Linked DNA regions of Rattus norvegicus: region 2 is linked to region 1. A link is a contact called in public Hi-C data. All regions are on one chromosome and are shown on one strand. The core of a region is the stretch at or near the end of the contact, and the rest is flanking DNA. Distances in the headings are between cores, read along the strand shown.

Region 1 (6,410 bases), core at 1,108-3,607:
AGCCAGGGCTACACAGAGAAACCCTCTTGAAAAACAAACAAACAAGTAAACAAACACAAAAACAAAGAGAAAAGGAATACCGGGTGCCGGTAACCCCAGCAACCGGGCAGGTGTAGAGAAAGGTGGTTTGCTGGCTGCTAGCCTGGCTGCAAAATGTGAGCTCCCAGATCCAATCCCAGGGAGCAGGGCAGAGAAGGTTACACATGCACACACAAACACACTCATGTACACACGTGGGCATCAGATGGAGGGAGGGAGGGAGGGAGAGAGGGGGAGAGAGAGGGAGAGAGGGGGGGAGAGAGAGAGAGAGAGAGAGAGAGAGAGAGAGAGAGAGAGAGAGAGTGTTTACAGGCTGGAGAAACGGCTCAATGGCTGAAAGCACTTGCACTTCCAAAGGACCCAAGTTTGGGTCCTAGCACCCACTTCGGAGAGCTCACAATCACCTGTAACTAACTCCAGGTCTAGGGAATCTGTCACCCTCTCCTGGCTTCTTTAGATACCAACACACTTGTGATATACACTTTTACACACATGCACATAAATAAAAATAAATCTTAAAACATTTTAAAAGGTCGATTTTTTTTTTTTAAAACACCATGAAGCCATTCCCAGCATGGACGATGGGCCAATGAGGTAAATCAAAGGGGATCTGGTCCCAGCAAGTGCTACTCAGAATGTTTATCTCCTTGGGAAGAAGCAGGTAGACAGATCTAGGACCACCAGTGAGAGGGGCAGGAAGCACATTCTAGGCTATGATGCAAGAACTGTGACAAACTGCAGTGTAGGAACCTTGCTCAGATCTTGGCTAAGTTTTTTTAAGAGTTTTTTTAATTTAATGTATATCTACATGTACACCTACAAGACAAAAGAGGGCCCAAGATTTCACTATAGATGGTTGTGAGCCACCATGTGGTTGCTGGGATTTGAACTCAGGACCTCTGGAAGAACAACCAGTGCTCTTCACCTCTAAGCCATCTCTCCGGCCCTTCGCTGAGATTTTTATTTATTCTTTTGTGTATAAATATTGCATCTGGGCTTGCACGAATGTTTGTGCACCATGTGTGAGCTGTGCCCACTGAGGCCAGAAGTCCTCTTGGCACTAGACTTACAGATCGAGGTGGGCTGTCACATGAGTAATAGAGGAGTCAAACTCAGGTCCTCAGTGAGGCCCCCAACCACTGAGCCGTCCGTCTCCCTGTTTGTGTTCCATGGGTGTTGTACTGGAGATAAAGCCTCAAACATACCAGCTTCTCTACCACTGAGATTTATCCCAGCCCCCTCCCTTTTACTGTGAGAATATTATATATTCTCTGACGAGATCTCACTAACTTGTCCAGGCTGGCCTTGAACTTGCGATCCTATTGTCTCAGTCTCCTGAGCAGCTGGGATTACAGGTTTTTATACCAGTCCCAGCTCTGCCTCCCTCCCTTCACAGCCAAGGCAGCGCCCAAGGTCCCCAGACTCCACTGACCACTGTCGGCCTTGCTGCCTGTCAGTGCTCCCACTTAAAGGCCCATGGCCTCCGGAGTTCTTTTCTGTTTCCAATCCATTCTCCAAGTTGGCGTTCAGAAACATACTTTGCAAACAAAACCCTGACCATACCACTCCTTGTATTCTTTAATTTTTTTTAAAAAAAATCTTAATTTTTGAGATCCTTCAGTATCTCACTCTGAAGCCCAGGTTTGCTTTGAACTTGGAGCAATCCTTCTGCCTCAGGTATCTGAATGCTGGGATTGCAGTGTGAGCCACCATTCCGGGTTTGGAGTTTAGCAATACTTAACGACGCTCCGTGTCCACCGTCGTTAGAATCCCTTAGGCAGCCTCCTCATTTCTGAGAGCCTCTATCCTCTCTCACATCTTGCCTGCCACCCCATGTACTTGCTACTCTGAATATATCCCAGTCCCTTTTATAAGCTGCCCCCACATCTCTGATTACCCCGTGACTGGTTAGGTCCCTTTCGTCACCAGTGCACTATTTATATAGACAACCCCACCACAGCCAAGTCCCCTTTGTCCTGTGGCTGCTCACCATGGTGTTTTACCCGATTTCATGGTGACTCCTCCTGGGGCCTGTGTCTGCAGAGTGCCTCTCTACACTGCCCAACCCTGAGCCTGGTATACCGAGCGATGCTTAGAGAACGGTAATGGATTCTCTAGCCTCTCTGGGAACTTAGGTGTCTTAGCCTGTTTCACTTCGGGTCTCATTTTTGGTGCCACCAGTTTGCTCCGCAGAGCTAGTCCTCAGTTTCCCTAACTAAATAAAGGATGAAGGCCCGCTTCCCTCTTAATTAGGTAAAGTAACTCAGGCCAGTCACTCAGCTCCTGCAGTACATGACTGTGACCACCTGGTGACACTGCTGAGCTACAGCTAAACTTGGTAAGCGGCTCTGAAAGCTACACTACCTTCAGGGGGCGCTGGTGGGTGAAGTGTGTCCGCGGGATGTTTCTTTCCATTGTACCAGGATCCCTACCTACCTCTAACAGAGCAGGTCCCTCAGCCCGGAAGCCACATGCATCTCCTGCCCAGCGAGCCCTCTCCCAGGCAGCAAGCAGGAGTAGAAGTGCAGGTGATGAAAGAAAAAGGTGGGCAGGTAGGGGTCCTGCTACCTCATGGGGGCCCCTCCCATAGCTAGTCCTGGGTTCAAGGTCTGACCTGGGGCGGCCCCAGGGTCCCCATGCAAGGGTAGGAGCTGCACATCGCCTGGCTCTGTAGTGACCTGGTTTTTCCCATACTTTCTGGGATGGGTGAAAACCAGTCTTCTCATCCTGTATCTCTGGGAGAGTGAGGGGCCCGGAGGAGGCAGAGAGCTGCTCATATGGGTCTCCCTGCTCATAGCCGGGTCCACACTGACACTATCAAAGGCCAGGAACCACAAGGAGTGGATGGGTGAGGATGGAGGGTTGGGAAGCAAGCATCTGGGAGAGGTAGCAGGGCCCCTAGAAGTCATGGGGTACACAGAGGTGGACTCGTGCAGGATGAGGACTACCACGGCTGTATCCATCACTGACTCCATGACCACAAATGGACAAGACAAGGTTGGAGGCTAATGCTGGCCACATCCTCACCAGTGGTGCTAAGGAATAGCAGGAGGGAAGGTATAACGCCAGCTTCTACAGAACACCCAGGTTGCCTTTGCTGTGGTGATGTTTATGATGACCCTACCAGTTTGCCAAATGCTTCCCATGTTTGCAATGGTTGCCAAGTGCAGGCACCTGAGACTTCAGGGCATGGTGTGTTCTAGGCTTCCTTATCTGTCTTTAGGCAGAGTAGATTCCTAGGCCCCAAATCTGTTCCTTAGTTACTTCTATAGATCTTGAAGGTTCCCGGTGAGGTCCTTGAAATCTTGAGATTTCTGCATATGTGGTCTGCAGATCTCTCTTCCCATTTACTCAGTGTCTGCTCTGCATGTGACAGTTTCTGGGCCTCCCTTTCTATTGTCCAGCATCCTTCGTATGGTAGTGATCACTTTATCTCGGTTTCTATGGTTCTCTTGGCTTATGACAGTTTCTAGGCCTCCCTAGTGGATCACTTAAGGTAGGTCATGCTACCTAGTACAGATCTTTTGAACATAGCAAAGTTAGGTCTCCTGGCCTCATTAACCACGTAATGGTTTCAAGGTTTCCCTTCCCAAGCTTCACATTCTCTGTGTGTCTATTGGTTTCTAGGTCCCCAGCCCTTTATGCCATGGGTCCTTTGTGCATCCCTTTTTGTTGCTTGACTGAGGTCCCTTTTCTGGTTTTTTTTTTTTTTTTCTTTTCTTTTTTTTCAGAGCTAGGGACCGAACCCAGGGCCTTGCGCTTGCTAGGCAAGCACTCTACCACTGAGCTAAATCCCCAACCCCCCCTTTTCTGTTTTAGGTGGATGGTTTCTTCACATTTCTCCTCCTTCTGTGGTCAACAGGACAAAGCCCAAACCTTTGACAGGAGGGACCATGGAAGTGGAGAAGGGGTCTGGCCTGGGTCACCTAAACTGCCCAACAGCCAACAGGCAAGGCTACAGAGGGTGAGTGGGTGAAGACAGAGGCGGAGACAGAGACAGAGCATGGGTGGGGTCTGCTGGAGGGGGAGTGTTGGGAGGGTGTGGGAGCAGGGCTCTGGTAAGTATGTGAGGAGGACACCCTTGATCCCAGGGTCTACTGGTGAGAGAACCCTTAACTGAGCACCCATGGCAGAGGGAGGCAGGGGGAGGGCAAGGGAATCAGGAAGAAGCAAAGCAGGGGGAGGGGAGGCAGGGAGGCAGGGCAGGGGGAGGCAGGGGAGGGCAGAGGGAGGCAGCGGGAGGCAGGGCGGCAGGAGGGGAGGCAGGTGCAGGGTGTAGCTTACCCAGTGACTCTTCTCACCAGGGTCTCCTTTGGGGCCAGGTTCTCCCTGAAAGAAGTCAGAGACAGAAGTAAGGAAGGGAAAGGAAGGGAAGGGAAGGGAAGGGAAGGGAAGGGAAGGGAAGGGAAGGGAAGGGAAGGGGAGGGGAGGGGAGGGGAGGGGAGGGGAGGGGAGGGGAGGGGAGGGGAGGGGAAGGGAAGGGAAGGGGAGGGGAGGGGAGGGGAGGGGAGGGGAAGGGGAGGGGAGGGGAGGGGAGGGGAAGGGGAGGGGAAGGGAAGAGAGGGAAGAGAGATGAAGATGTAGGAGAGGGCTGGCGTAAGGAAGAAAGACTAACGAAAACCTGGGTGTGTGTGCTGGTGCAGAGCCATTGCCTAGCACCCATGAGACACTGGGTTCAGTCCTTGGGGAGGGCAGTGTGCAAGGAGCCCAGGGAGGAGACAACACACTGGTAGGGTTAAGCACAGATTTCAAGAACTTCCTATCACATAGCACCGAGAGTTTGGAAATACCCAATGCTTTCTCGTGAAATTGCACAAAGCCAGGCTTTTACAGAAAGAACACAGGTCAGGGCTATGGAGTTTTCTTTGGACCAAGAACAAAACCCAAATGGACTTTCTGTAATAAAGGTAACTTTCTGAAAGAGTGGGGTGACCCATCTGTAATCTGGCTGTCCTGGGGCCCCCTGCACTGCTCAAGAAAATAACAGAGTGGGCTCCTCAGACTGTGCCCCCCTCATCCAATAAAGCTTCTGAGGAAAGGCTGTGTGAAGACAATAAACAAGAAACAAGGTGCGCACTTAAGAGAAAGATCAGTCAACAGAAACAGACCCACAGCTAACGCGGTGTTGTAAGTAGGAGACCAGGCATTTAAAACAGCTAAGACCGGGGCGGAGAGACAGCTCAGTGCTTAAGAGCACTGGATGCTCCCACAGGGAACCCATGTTCAATTCCCAGCACCCATATGGTAGATCACAGCCATCTGTAACTCCAGTTCCAGGGGAACTGACACCCTCTTTCCACCTCTGCAGGCAGCAGGCATGCATGTAATGTGCAGACATACATGTAGGTAAAATACTCATGTACGTAAAAAGAAATCTTAAAGAAATTAATAAAGTATCTATGACAGATATTCTGGACCATGGAGATGGCTCGGCAAATCCGGGCAAGCCTGAGGGTCTTAGGGGATCCCGGAACCCACAGTGGGAGGAGAGAGCTGAACTCTGTCCTGTGTTTCATGCATGCTCCCAACATCAGATACACGCGCAATAATAATAAATAAAGCAAAAACCTGAGGCTCTTCAGTGTGTGACTTGCGTCCATCAGGAATGGACACACTGAGCAGGAGAAAGGACCATAAAACACACTCCTTAACAAACATCAAGATGGGGCTGGGGATTTAGCTCAGTGGTAGAGCGCTTACCTAGGAAGCGCAAGGCCCTGGGTTCGGTCCCCAGCTCCGAAAAAAAGAACAAAAAAAAAAAAAAAAACCAAAAAAAAAAAAACCAAAAACAAACATCAAGACAAAACATACAAGGCATGATCTCAGACAATCTTGTAGAACTAGGAAAGAAATCAAATACCTAAAAAACTAACCTGGCAAAGTCTAAGCCATCAGGAGATGAAATACACTTGCCTGAGTACACAGGACAAAGAAGGAACCACAAGGGAAACGCAAAACTATTTTGAATCAAGTGGAAATAGAACCTGTCAAAATTTGTGCAATACAGCAAAGGGAGCGCTCAGGGGAAACTGTAGGCGTTAGAGGAGACACCAGAATAATTAACCAATGACTGAAGCTCCGGCCATGAAACATCAGAACAGACGGAGCCTACAGTAAGCAAGAGAGAGGAAAAAGTCACAGTGGTACAAGTGACTGCACATGGGCTCACACCTCTAGTGCACACACACACACACACACACACACACACATGCACGCTCTCTGCACACTTGGGAGGTAGAGGCAGGAGATCAAGGTCATCCTAGACCACAAAGTGGGGCTACATAGCAAGCTCTGTCTCAACAAACAAACAAGCACACAGCGTGATTGGAAAGCAGTGAAGCAGAAAAGGGAAAATCGAGAAAACCAACAAG
Region 2 (6,410 bases), core at 2,689-5,188, 62 kb after region 1:
TCAGTTCCCTGCACCCACATGGAGCCTCACAACTGTCTGTAACTCCAGGTCCAGGGGATCTGACACCCTTACACAGACATACATGCAGGAAAAACACCAGTGCGCATAAATAAATCATTAAAAGGTCTCAGAGGGAGAAGTCTGAGAGGGTATGCCAATACCAGGGAATATATGCATGTATGGTGGGTACACACATGTTTGGTGTGCACACAGATATCTATGTAGTGTGTGATAGAAAGAGAGATGGACAAAATGTTCAGCCTTAACAGCGGGAGTCTCTGGACTCAGGACGGACTATAATTTGTGGGCACCGATGCAAAATGAAAATATCAAGTCTCTTCTTGGAAAAATAATGAAGAATTTCAGGAGGCCAATAGCCAGAGCCAAATCAGGAACTCAGGACGCTGCAAATGCCATATACCTGGGAAAGCCTCCCCTGTGAGGTGCAGCCCCAGGTCCTTGCTCCATAAGAACTCGCTGGTCCACAGGTTTGCATCCCCCCATGCCATTCACTTCCCAGTTCCCTCTTCTTTCTTGCAGGGCTAGCATCCTGGCTGGCTGGCCTCCCGGTGAGCACGCATCCCTCTGTGACTCTGCCCCTTGCTGTGGCACTGTCTGCTCCTTTCCAGCCATAACCGGTGCAGTGATTGGAACATGAGAATGTCTTCCCTGGGGAGATAGAAATGCCTACCTCCTTCTTCTAAGGACTCAATGACAAACTAGAGTTTGGTCTCACCAAGGTTAACGATTGACTAGAGCGTGAGTAAAGGCTTGCCCACAGGAGACTGGGAAGTCTTCACCCACCTTGGATGGCGGGTTCCCCATGGCACAGATGGAACCCCCTTTTCTCACCCCCATTTTTTCTAGTCCGTTCTTTCCAGTAGCCTCTGTGGCGATGACACTGACCATGGAGGCAAAGTCACAGTTAAACTGTGACAGTTTAGGTCTGCAATGCCTCCCAAAGCCATGTGTGGAAGGCTTGGCTTCCTGTTTGTCGCTACTGAGAGGCGGCGGTACCTTTAAGGGGCGGGGCCTAGTGGGAGGTCCTTATGTCATTTGGGGTGTGTCCTTGAAGGGATTTGTTAGGCGCCTGACTCCATTTCTTCTCTTGCTGCCCAGTCAAAGGGTGAGCGGGTTTTTCCTCAACACACGCTCTCACTGTGATGTGTCACCCAGGCCCAGAGCAGCGGGGCTGACTGACCACAGGCCAAACTTCCAAACCTCCAAGCCCCAGAAAGCCTTGGTTCAATGTTTATCCTCAGATATTTGTTACAGTCCTTCTCATTCCTTGGTTACGGCCCAGAGAAGGGCGGACTGTGATCGATCGCTGTCCCTCAGGGTCAAATGAAATAGCATGAGTGTCCTGTTTAGCAGGAAGCATGGGGGACCAAATTCCTCACGCTGCAGGCCAGCCCTGCACACTTTTGTGCTTGTGCCTTGAGGGTTGGTGTGGGTTAGATCTCTAGTACCTGATTCACTTTAAAAGATGCTGCCCTGTCCTTCCACAGAGCGTCCCGAGGCCCTGAAGCCTCCCTCGGCAGTCTCCCTGCAGCTTGCTGTAGACCCACTGGAAGATCAAACGCCCCAAATGTGGAGGGTCCATTACTGACTTGGTGCCATCTGCTCGGGAGGAAGGGGAAGCTTGCCGAAGCTCTTTTCTTTCTCTCCTTTCTCTTTCCAAAGACATAAACATGTGGACTGCCAGCGCAGGGAGGGAGGAGGGGTGCTAAAGATGTTTATTTTGTAGTTTTCAAAGAAAAGGACCTTTGGTGTAGTAACTGAACATTCTGCTGGCTTTGGAGAGACGCTATGGGGACAAGCTTTGCTTGTCCCAGCAGGTGTCTCTGGGGGTGACTTGGGGTGAGGCAGGACAGCGGGTAATGCTGGGCCACAAAGTGGATGTCAGGCCAGTAGCTTTGGCACAGCTCCAGGTGACTTGCCCAAGCAGGACACATAGTCTCCTTGGTGCTCTGGAAACACGCATGGCTGCTTTCTTCTGAGTGACGGGGACACTTAATGTTGCCTGTGCTTTCTTTTGTGCCTCCCATTCTTTCAAAGATCAATGTCATTGTGTTTCCAAAGTGGTGCATGTAGTTCATAAATGCAAAAAGACTTGAGCCACACGTAAAGACATTAAATAAAGTGGGAGTGCTCCCGTGATCCCCTTCCTCCTCCTGCCCCTCCAGAGGTGCTCCCTCTCCCTCTTCCCCCTCCCTCCAGAGGTGCTCACTGACAGCCTGGCTGGGGCTTTAGTGCCCTTGCACAGACAGTCATGCACATATCCCTTAACCTGGGCAGCCTAACAAGATCTTCTTTAAAGGGGGAAGAGGGAGGCTCAGTGGGTAGGAGCAGCTGCTCTTGCTGGGCACCCATGTTGGATGGCTAGCACAATGGGGCTGGAGAAAGGAGGCATCCGTTGAGAGCCCTGGCTGCACTGGTGGAGGATTCAGTTCCCAGTACCTGCATGGTGGCTCACAACCACCTGTAACACCAGTTTCCGGGGATCTGACACCCTCTTCTGGCCTTGTGCATGTATTTGGTGTACAGAAATGCACAGAGTCTTTCTCTAACACACAAACATAATACATGTTTTTAAGAGACAAAACTGAAGAAATATGGAAGATATACGGACTGTCATGTAACCCGGTTTCTTCCCGTAGGGGGGGTCCTCATGTCCGTGTCGGTAACACGGACCCTCACAGATGGGACATGGGTGGTCATGCTCCTGCTGTGGGCTGAGTTCCACTGAGAGGAAGAAAGGGTGCTCTTCAGAAACCTTTTCCGGGTTGAGGAGTTGCTTATCCTGGCCTCATTCTGAATGAGCCTTTCCTGTCTTGGCCTCCTCTGTGACCACAGCTCCTCCCCATTGTACTCTGTTCAGTGTGAGGAACTGGATTTCAGAAACGTGAGAGAAGACTCACTTGTTTCTGTGGGCTCTTGGTTACAAAGACACAAAAGTAACTGATAGACCCCTGGGCAGTGTGAGGGGAGGGTGTGCGTGTGTGTAAGAGAGAGATCGTTTTTCTGCTAAGTCACAGTGTAACAGGTCCACAGGTCTTAGCATAACTGACTCCATGACGGAAGCGCCATTCAGGCTGTAAAACTCAGCGTGTGGACAGCACCACCCGCCACAACCAAACAAAGACCCAATCCAGCAGGGTGGACACGCCTTTAATCCCAGCACTCGGGAGGCAGAGGCAGGTGGGGCTCTGTGAGTGGGAGTTCAAGGCCAGCCTGGTCTACAGAGTGAGATCCAGGACAGCCAGAGCTACATACAGAGAAACGCTGTCTCGAAAAACAAAACAAACAAACTTAAAACAAAGACCTTATCCATCAAACCCCTTAGTTCTGGGAAAGTCTCTAAAAGTACTAAGCTTGGGGCTGGGGATTTAGCTCAGTGGTAGAGCGCTTGCCTAGGAAGCGCAAGGCCCTGGGTTCGGTCCCCAGCTCCGAAAAAAAGAAAAAGGAAAAAAAAAAAAGGACTAAGCTTGCTTTTTGTCTTCTGTGGAGCCTCTTCTGGCTAACTGTCCTTGTTAACTGGAAAGAATGTCAACCCAGGATATCGTTTCTTGTTGTTGTTGTTTGTTTGTTTGTTTGTTTGTTTTGTGCATAAAATCTCACCCTGAGAAAAGCTCCAGGCTACACTGGGATCCCAAACACCCAGTGTGGTCTCAGGCAGGCTGATAAAGACTTTCTATTGGCTTAAACCCATGTCTGAGCAGTCTTTTCCGGTGAATACCCCACAACAATAAGGTCAGGGCATTGGGAAATGACCTCCAAGTGTGAGAGATTCTATCATCCTAAGAGGGAGAAGGGCAAAGTCGAAGTCCAGATTTCTCGGAGGCCAAGAAACCGGAGACTTTAATGGAGGATGCAGGTTGCCTGGATCGTGTTCACTTCCTCACGATCTCAGATCTCACCACAGGGAGGCACTGGTGAGCAAGGCTGCACAGGCTTCTGCAGCGTGGAGGCCTGCCAGAGCCTTCAGGCCAGGAGCCCGGCTGGGCCAGGTGCTTCGCCGGGCCCCGTCTGTTTGCCCACCAGGGTCCTTGAAGAAACTGGAGGTCATTCAAGTTCTTCTGTGTTTGGGCCCTTAATTAAGCGGTTCTCAACCTGTGGGTCGAGACCCCTTTGGCAACCCTTTAGCTCCAAAAATATTTACACTACGATTTGTAACAGTCACAGCCGCTATGAGGCAGCAGTGAAACAATTTTATGGCTGGGGGGTCACCACAACTCGAGGAACTGTATTAAAGGGTCGCAGCGCTGGGAAGGTTGAGAAGCGCAGCCTTAATTGATGATGAAACTTGTGGAAGGAACAGGAGCAGCATGGTGGATTAAGCCCAGAGATGACGGGTGGGAGACACAGTGGCGCTGCGGCCCGAGGGGTATGGCTCAATTGGGAAAGTGCTTGTTGGGCAGGCGAGAGGACCTGAGTTCCAGCTTCAGCCCATAAGTAAGAAAGCTCGTACCTGCAGTCCCAGGGCTGAGGAGGAAAAGGTAGGAGGCAAAAGCCGGTCTTGCTGGCCAGCTCCAGGTACAGTGAGAGGCTCTGGCTCAGAGCAGAAGGTGGAGAGGGCCACGGGAGTTGGCTCAGCAAGTAAAGGTGATTGCTGCTATCCTGACAACCGGAGATTAAGCTCTAGAACCCACACTGTGAAGGAGAAAACCAACTCCTTCAAGTTGTCCTCTGACCTCCACATGTGCACCATGGCATTCCGTGCGCTGGCGCGCGAGCGCGCGCACACACACACACACACACACACACACACACACACACACACACCATGCTTTGAACATGCTAAGGGAAAAACAATCACTGACAGGAACCATGTCAGTTCTTTTCTCAGAAGCACACTGCCCTTATGTATGCGTTGTTGGCTTGTCATCTGATATGAGGCCAGGTTCCCTCCAAAGACAAGATCACCTAAAGTCCCTGTGACGTCTGGTTTGTGACTCAACTCTTATTTGCAGAATAGGGACCGATGGCAGGGTATGGTGGCACAAATCTGTAATCCCAGAACTCAGGAGATGGAAATGGGAGAGAATCACATTCAAGGCCAACCTTAACTACATCACAAGTTCAAAGCCTGTCTCATCTGGATGAGATCTTTTGTTTGTTTTTTTTAAAACAAAACAAAACAAAACCAACCAAATCACAAGAATAGGGACTATCGACCATGGCTCTATTACTGTGGGTCCTCTCCTGACTTTGATCCACAGTTACTGCTAAAAAAACCCATCTAAACGTATAAGGAATGTACAAGCCAGGGCTGAAGAGATGGCTCAGGAGTTAGGAGCAAAGGCTGTTCTTCCAGAGACCCAGGTTCAACTCCCAGCACCCGCATTACACCAACTGTTTATAATTCCAGTTCTTGGGGATTCAACACCTTCACATAGACATGCATGCAGGCAAAGCACCAATGCACATGGAATTTTAAAAATTATATATTTTTTAAAAGGCTGGGTATGGGGGTGCACACCTTTGATCCCAGTGTTCAGGAGGCAGAAGCAGGCAAATCTCTAAGTTCAAGGCCAGCCTGGTCTAGAATGTGAGTTCCAGGACAGCCAGGTGACACCAGAGAAACACTGTCTCAAAACCAAAACCAAAAACCACCAAAAAATCCCAAAAATGATAAAGCTCAGGCGCTGACTGCAATGGCTGAATTCAATCTGAGGTGTTCCGTTTACTTACAGGCTCTTGCTACGTAGCCTAGGCTGGGTTTGAACTCACACCCTTTCTCAGCCTCCCAACTGTAGGGATTTCTGGTGCACCATTCATAGCTGTCTGTGCTCAACCAATTTAATACATGGGCAGTGACACTGGGGTTGGAAGAAAAGGTAACTTGAGTGGGGTCTGGAGACCTGTGGTGGCAGCAGCAGGCCCTGCCTTGAGTCTAGGTGCATAGTCAAGTTTCTCTGGTAGGAAAGAAATCCTTGGTTTCCCTGGCAGAAGTTGGCCCAAGTTACACGCACAGGGCGTGACATCAAGCCTGTGTCCTGCACGCCATTGCCTTCAGCTCCGATTTGCCTCCAGTGATATGCCCAAACTGGGAGAGTCCAAAGCCTTAGCAACTAACTTGAGAGAGAGGGCACTGTGGTAAATCCCAGCCAAACAAGACAACCCGCCTTGCCTCACTCACTCGCAGAAGGAAGGCCAAGCTAACAGACTGGAGGAATCTCTATGTGGGAAGGAAATGATTTTAACCCAGGGCTTGGCTGGGAGGCTTTGGGGGCGGAGTCCAACTCATGGGTATTAGTGGAGGGAAACAAAGAATTGCTGAGGGCGGCAAACTGCTTATAATTAAAAGAACCTGGGCTCTGGAAAACACTGTGCAGGCGGCCAGCTGTCCTGGGTCTGGGCTCCTTCCTCGGAGCGGGGGTGGGGTGGGGTGTTGGTGGGGGGGGGAG

What was found. Hi-C and Micro-C count contacts between places; a contact is called where the count stands out from the background.
Region 2: a Hi-C map of Schwann cells shows a contact between it and region 1, with 5 times the contacts expected there. The contact joins two enhancer-like sites. A contact is called at or near these places in 7 of 12 Hi-C or Micro-C datasets (the A7r5 cell line, the Rat2 cell line, Schwann cells and 3 more).

The regions. Positions count from the first base shown.
Region 1 is chr14:84,222,169-84,228,578 of GRCr8, forward strand. Emid1 (EMI domain containing 1) reads right to left here. Exons shown (of 15, transcript NM_001401622.1): 13 at 4,324-4,368. Among named protein-coding and RNA genes, the nearest start is that of Rhbdd3, 17 kb to the left of the region's middle. Within about 2 kb of position 2,358, at least 2 of the 93 cell types and tissues checked have an H3K27ac peak or open chromatin away from gene starts, as enhancers often do.
Region 2 is chr14:84,282,148-84,288,557 of GRCr8, forward strand. No RefSeq gene overlaps it. Among named protein-coding and RNA genes, the nearest start is that of Emid1, 28 kb to the left of the region's middle. Within about 2 kb of position 3,939, at least 6 of the 93 cell types and tissues checked have an H3K27ac peak or open chromatin away from gene starts, as enhancers often do.